Regions from separate parts of the Sus scrofa genome. Here region 2 is linked to region 1. Evidence: chromatin contacts called from public Hi-C data. All regions are on one chromosome and are shown on one strand. The core of a region is the stretch at or near the end of the contact, and the rest is flanking DNA. Distances in the headings are between cores, read along the strand shown.

Region 1 (3,084 bases), core at 369-2,868:
GATAGGAAATGTGATTATTGTAAAGCAGGAGCACTTCCAGAACCTTCAACTCCTGGAACACGGCACTCTTCACGGTCTTTAGCTTGTTGGATGATAAGTCAAGACACTTCAGATTTGGAGTTGTGGAGAAACTGTCCGTGGAAATGCTCGTGATGTTATTATGACGAATAATGAGGGTGTTCAACTTTACAAAGGAAACCGGCAGCCACTCAGAATCCAGAAGCCCGATTCTGTTGTAACTCAGATCCAGCCTCTTAATCAGCCTGAAAAGGTTCCCAGGCACCTTGGACAGGTTTTTGTTGGTGCAGCTCACGATGTCAGTGGCACAGATACAAGCGGTGGGGCACACCCCGGAGGTGCCACGACTCACAGTCACCGTGATCACCAACAAACACAGCAGTTCCCTGCAGCCCGGTCTGACAACTCTAGGCAGGGTGGGCAGTGCGCGTAAACGTAAAGACATGGTCGCCTCTAAGTCTCTTCTGGGCGCCTTTGCCACCAGCTCAGCCTCCCACCAGTCAACCTGGTAAACAATCAATATTTAAAGAGGAGTAAAAAAGCAAAGTTAACTACCCCTAGTTAACCCTTAAGAGTAATAGCTAGCTTTCTTTCCCATAACTTTTGAAATCGAGGGTTTTTTATTTTTTTTCCCCACTGGGGAGCCTATGTGTCCTCTTTACTGTTGGATGCATTCTATCAACACAACCGTATCAATATCTGAAACAATTTCTTTTAAGGTGCATCATACGTTGTCCCCCCCCTTTTTTAAAAACTCTCTCCAAGAAACACAGAAATACACAAACGCATCTTATAAACAATTATAAGGAAATACTTAGCAAGCAAGCTACCCGTACAGAAAGCAACTCACAGAGCTGGGTAGCCTCAGGGGCACCGGGAATAGGCCGCCCACAGTGGTGTCTTCTGCAGATCTGTGCGTCCGTCTGTCTATGTCTGTCACTCTGGCATCTTAAGAGTTCCTTTCCCTTTTGCTCCCGGCGGGCGGCAGCCTCTCGCTGGCTCGCAACTTTGGAGAGTTTCAAGCAATAGCAGTGGCGGCAGCAACCCCGAGCGCAGGAAACAGCTCGGCCGGCTCCGGTTGGTTCTCCCGAGCTCTCTTCATTGCTCCGCTGAAGGTACCGCCTGGGCACTCGAGCCGTCGCGTGCCCGCGCGCCAGGCGCCCGGCTCCCGGAGCCGGGCCCAAGCGGCGGGGGCGCGAGCAGGGGGTCGGAGCGACCCCGCCTCTCCGTGCTTGGGAGGCTGCAGGGACCCGAGTTCCCCGCGCAGCACTGGCCGGGTTTTATCCCGGCGCGCCTGGGGTCGGGTGCGGGGCGGGAAGACCGGTCCCGCCCCTGCGCGTCCTCCCTCCAGCGGGAACCAGCTCCCTCGCTGCGGACGAGAGCGGGCCGAGCGCGCGACGGGGGGCGCGCGGCGCAGGGAGGGGGCGGCGGCGCAGCCAATCCGAGCGGCGGCTGGTACCCCCCTCGCCCCCACCCGGCGGCACTGCTGCCACCTCTGCCGCGCTCCTTCCCGCGCCCCGGGAGGGTGGCCGCGCAGGCGGGGCAGGGGTCCACACCCGAGGCCAGGGCTGGCGTCCCCCAAGCGGTGGACGCGCTCGCGCGCTTCTGAGGATTGCGTCCGTGCGCCCAGCCCCTATCTGCGGGGTGATGGGGTGGGGGAGGTTAAGGGACACGCCCATCCCGGAAGGGAGAGGTCGCTCCCTAGAAGACCCACTTCGTCCCGACTGTGCAGGTCGCGTCTCTCTCCCAGCCAGTCAGCTGAGCTCCCCGACCTCATACGGCTTTCAGTGGGCAAAGGCCACGGGGGCTCTCACAGCGCTAAGTGCGGTAGGTTTTAAAGGTTTACAAAATAAACACAGAAGCAGCCTCCGTCTCCGCCCACATTCGGGGGTGGAGGTTGAGGGGGAAGGGAAATCGGGCACGTTCCCTCCCATGCAACAGGATCTCTGCTTGGGGGAAGGAAGCGGGAAAGCGCATCGGGGACACTCCGCACCTCCTTGGGAAAGTTCTATCCCTTTGCTAACTCTGGACGCAGCTTCAAGGTGCCCCATTCGCGATGGAGAAGCGCAGGAAAAAAGGGTTGGAGTCGAGGCGAAGATAAGAGTATTAAGCTTAAAGGGGGGGGGGGACCCAGAGCCAGACTTTTTTTTTTTTTTTTTTTTTTTTTTTTATCGTGTTCGCAATGGACAGTGACTGATCCCAGAGAGGGTGTCTGCGCGGAGGTTCTTCATCCCTTCCCTAGAAGCAGGTTAAGAAAGAGGCAAGGCCAGGTGGGCAAGGCCGGGCACAGTTAGGTGGGGGATGTGGAGCTGATGAGCTTTCCGATTAAAAATCCATTTTTGTTTAATTCCGAGATCAGTTTTAACGATGGGATTTGACTGAGCCAAATGGCCCATTTATCCATTATATCCGGCTTAAAAGAGCTATATTACTGCCTTGACAAGAGATGCTAACCAAAGCAGAGGGAGAAAGACATTGAAAAGAGGAGCAAATTGAGAAAAACAATTGAGTAAAATATTACTTTAAAAAAATAGGAATAATGACGAAGACAACTCATTCGCTCCTTCCCCCCATCACTTGAGCAACCTTGAAGTTAATGAGAGTTGGCCCCTGCATTGTCCATGAATGGATTCATGTTGTAGCGTAGATCTGTTAGGCGAAAGTGCCAAATTTAATGCATCATTAATTCAGTCAGGCTTTTTATGGAATGACTGTGCAATAGCACTGGTAAATCAAGATTTTTCAGTTGAGAACAGCTTGATTCAGATTAGTTTCAGTTTCATGAAAAGTTGAAGTTTCTCATAAGAATACAGCCTGAAATGCTTCAGGAAAGCATTGCTTACTGTTCCCAGGGGAGAGGCAGAGGTTGATGTTTTCTAAGTTTTGGGGTTCTCAAAGAAAAAAACTTGGTCTCCAGGCCTTTATTTTTGCGGTTAGAATGATTAACACAGAGAAATAGATTTAAAAGTATTCAGAGGAATACTTTTAAATGACTAATAAATAACTAGGTATTTGTAGTATTTACTAAGTAACTAACGTTCGAAGGAAACCATGCATGTGGCAGAA
Region 2 (2,750 bases), core at 222-2,721, 420 kb after region 1:
AATTGGAGCTGCAGCGGCCTGCCTACGCCATAGCCACAGAAACTTGTGACCCAAACTGCATCTCCGACCTACACCACAGCTCATAGCCAACGCCATATCCCCCACCCACTGATTGTGGCCAGGGATGAAACCCACATCCCCATGGATACTAGTCGGGTTCATTACCACTGAGCCACAACAGGAACTCCCGATTACATACAGTTTTAATGGAATTTTTTTAGGAACAGAGATAAAATGAGCTGAGTAAATAAGACATAACGGAGATCAGCATAATTTTGCCTTTCATAACCTAAAATTGCTCAGGAGTATGGGTGGAGGGGGGCAGTGAGAAACAGGGTAAAAGAAGATACAGGAGGGGACAGGTGGGGAGGCGGGGAACGGACTGGGGGTCTGGGACTGGCATATGCACACCGAGGTATACAGAACCATGGACCAACAGGAACCTGCTGTACAGTGCAGAGAACTCTACAGAGTATACTGTGATAATCTATGTGGGAAAAGAATCAGAGAATGGATATGTGTGCATGTATCACTGGCTCACTTTGAAGTACGGCAGAAACTATCACAGCCTCGTAACTTAACTATATTTCAAAAAACTAAAAAAAAAAAAAAAAAAAAAAAAGATATAGGAAAGGGGATGAGTGATGGGGCAAGGTGCCCAAAAAGTGCAGTAGGTTTGGAGGGAAAGATAGAGGAGACTAGAAAAATGATTCTTCTTGGAGGAAAAGATGTTTGCAACGACAGATAAGACCCCTAGTCATGGCCCAGAAACTAAAGTTTAAGCTTCTTTCAGGCAGTGCCCATATTTGATCATATATGTACATCTCATGAAAAAAATAAAACTAGAACAATGCTTTGCGGGGGGGGCTCAAAAAACGTGAATAAAAGCGTAACAAGGCATTGAGTTACTGTAGGAAGTAGAAAGCTTTTCCATTTCACCCATCACCTCTCTGCTCCCACAGAACCTGTATCCAGGCACGCAACCAGAAACTTCCAGCGCCTGGAGGTATCACTTTCTACTCTACATCCGAGCGAGCATTGCACACCCCCGCCGAAAGGGGGCGGGCCCCACAGAGGTCTCGGGAGGGTGGGTCTGCGGCCCTGACCACCACAAACCGACCAATGCCCGCGGCACCCAGGGTGGAGAGACCCCCAGCAAAGCTGACCGTCTAGGGACTGGCCTCCCGAACTCGCTCCCCAGTGCGCCGCTACCCTGGACACCGCCACGCCGCCCCAACGCGGTGCCCCCGCCGCCCGCCCTGGCCTTCTCGGTCTCTCCCGGTACCCACAGCAGCAAACCCTCCTCCTGCGGGGAGACCCCAGAAGCCTCCTTGCTGCCGTAGCTCCCTCGCAAAAAGTGACAACCGTAAAGCTGGCTCACCTCACCAGGCCACTACCGGCCCCACAACCGCCGCGCCCGACTCTCAGCTACTCACGCCGGCCCCGCCTTCCTGAGCTATCCCACAAGTCCTCGCGTGGCCTCGCCCCGCCCCCTGGAGCCAGGACGGAGCGTGCGCAGAAGATCAGGTGCGCTGAGCCCTCCTCCTCTGGGTGGAATCAGCCTAGAGGATTGACAGGTGTGTTAAAGCAAAATCTGACTCTGCCTGCTTCCAGCTTCACAGTAGGTACTCCAAAAACTGCAGGATCATCCTGGCCTGTTCTGATTCCCCACATAATAATAACTTGAATAATGCTTTGGATCGCTCCCACTGTTATCCCTAATATTTGCCTTGCTGGTTTGTAACCGTATTTTATCACTTTTGTGCATATGAAAATCACGTGGGGGAATTCCCGTCGTGGCTCAGCGGAAACGAATCTGTCTAGGATCCATGAGGATGCAGGTTCAATCCCTGGGCTCGCTCAGTGGGTTAAGTATCTGGCGTTGCCGTGAGCTGTGGTGTAGGCCAGTGGCTACAGCACCGATTCAACCCCTAGCTTGGGAACCTCCATGTGCCATGGGTGAGGCCCTAAAAAAAAAAAAAAAAGAAAGAAAAGAAAAAGAAAATCATGTGGGAAAGTTACTGTTTCTCTACCATGAACAGGCTATGGTAACTATACTAATTTTGCAGGGTTTTTTTTAATCTTTAAGTACTTGTATTTGGCAAATCTGTTCTTCAGTCTGACTACCTTGCACTTTTGCAAGTAAATTCCTTCCTTTTCTAAGTATCTATCTCTGAATCTTTCTTGGACGTGTGTCAGTATTAAGACCTATCTTTTGATGTGCCCTAGCCACTAAGTGAAAAGAACATGAAGCTTTTAACATTATGTGCTTCTGCTTCCTGTGTGAGTGAACTTTCATTTTCATGGCAAGTCTAAAACTGTAAAACAGGAGTTCCAGTCGTGGCTCAGTGGTTTATGAACCCGGCTAGTATCCATGAGGACGCAGGTTCAATTCCTGGCCTCAGTGGGTTAAGGATCCTGCGTTGCCTGAGCTTAGGCGTAGGTCACAGACGTGGCTCAGATCCCACATTGCTGTGGCTACAGCTCTGATTAGACCCCTAGCCTGGGAACTTGTATATGCCACAGATGCAGCCCTGAAAGGCAAAAAAAAAAAAAAAAAGTATAAAACAAAATAAAATTGTAAAACAAAAATAATTTTAAAAGCCCGTGAAAACAGACAGAAACAAATAAACCTTTCCATCTGAAATAGCCCTATAATTTTTTCTTTTTAGCTTTTTTTTAGGGCTGTTCCTGCGGCATATGGAGATTTCCAGGCTAAGGGTCGAATCTGAGCTACAGCTGCCAGCCTA

Evidence for each region. Hi-C and Micro-C count contacts between places; a contact is called where the count stands out from the background.
Region 2: a contact with region 1 is called in a Hi-C map of liver, with 3 times the contacts expected there. The contact joins the promoter of RPAP3 here to the promoter of AMIGO2 in region 1. A contact is called at or near these places in 1 of 47 Hi-C or Micro-C datasets (liver) and 1 of 2 datasets of contacts at active chromatin or transcription factors (skeletal muscle).

The regions. Positions count from the first base shown.
Region 1 is chr5:77,644,130-77,647,213 of Sscrofa11.1, forward strand. AMIGO2 (amphoterin-induced protein 2) reads right to left here and starts at 1,619. Exons shown (of 2, transcript XM_005664161.3): 1 at 869-1,619; 2 at 1-523. The coding sequence starts at 463. All of the region lies in intron 1 of LOC100626841 (a long non-coding RNA gene), which reads left to right.
Region 2 is chr5:78,064,781-78,067,530 of Sscrofa11.1, forward strand. RPAP3 (RNA polymerase II-associated protein 3) reads right to left here and starts at 1,472. Exons shown (of 18, transcript XM_021092589.1): 1 at 1,382-1,472. It overlaps LOC110260775 (a long non-coding RNA gene), which reads left to right and starts at 654. Exons shown (of 3, transcript XR_002344182.1): 1 at 654-1,577.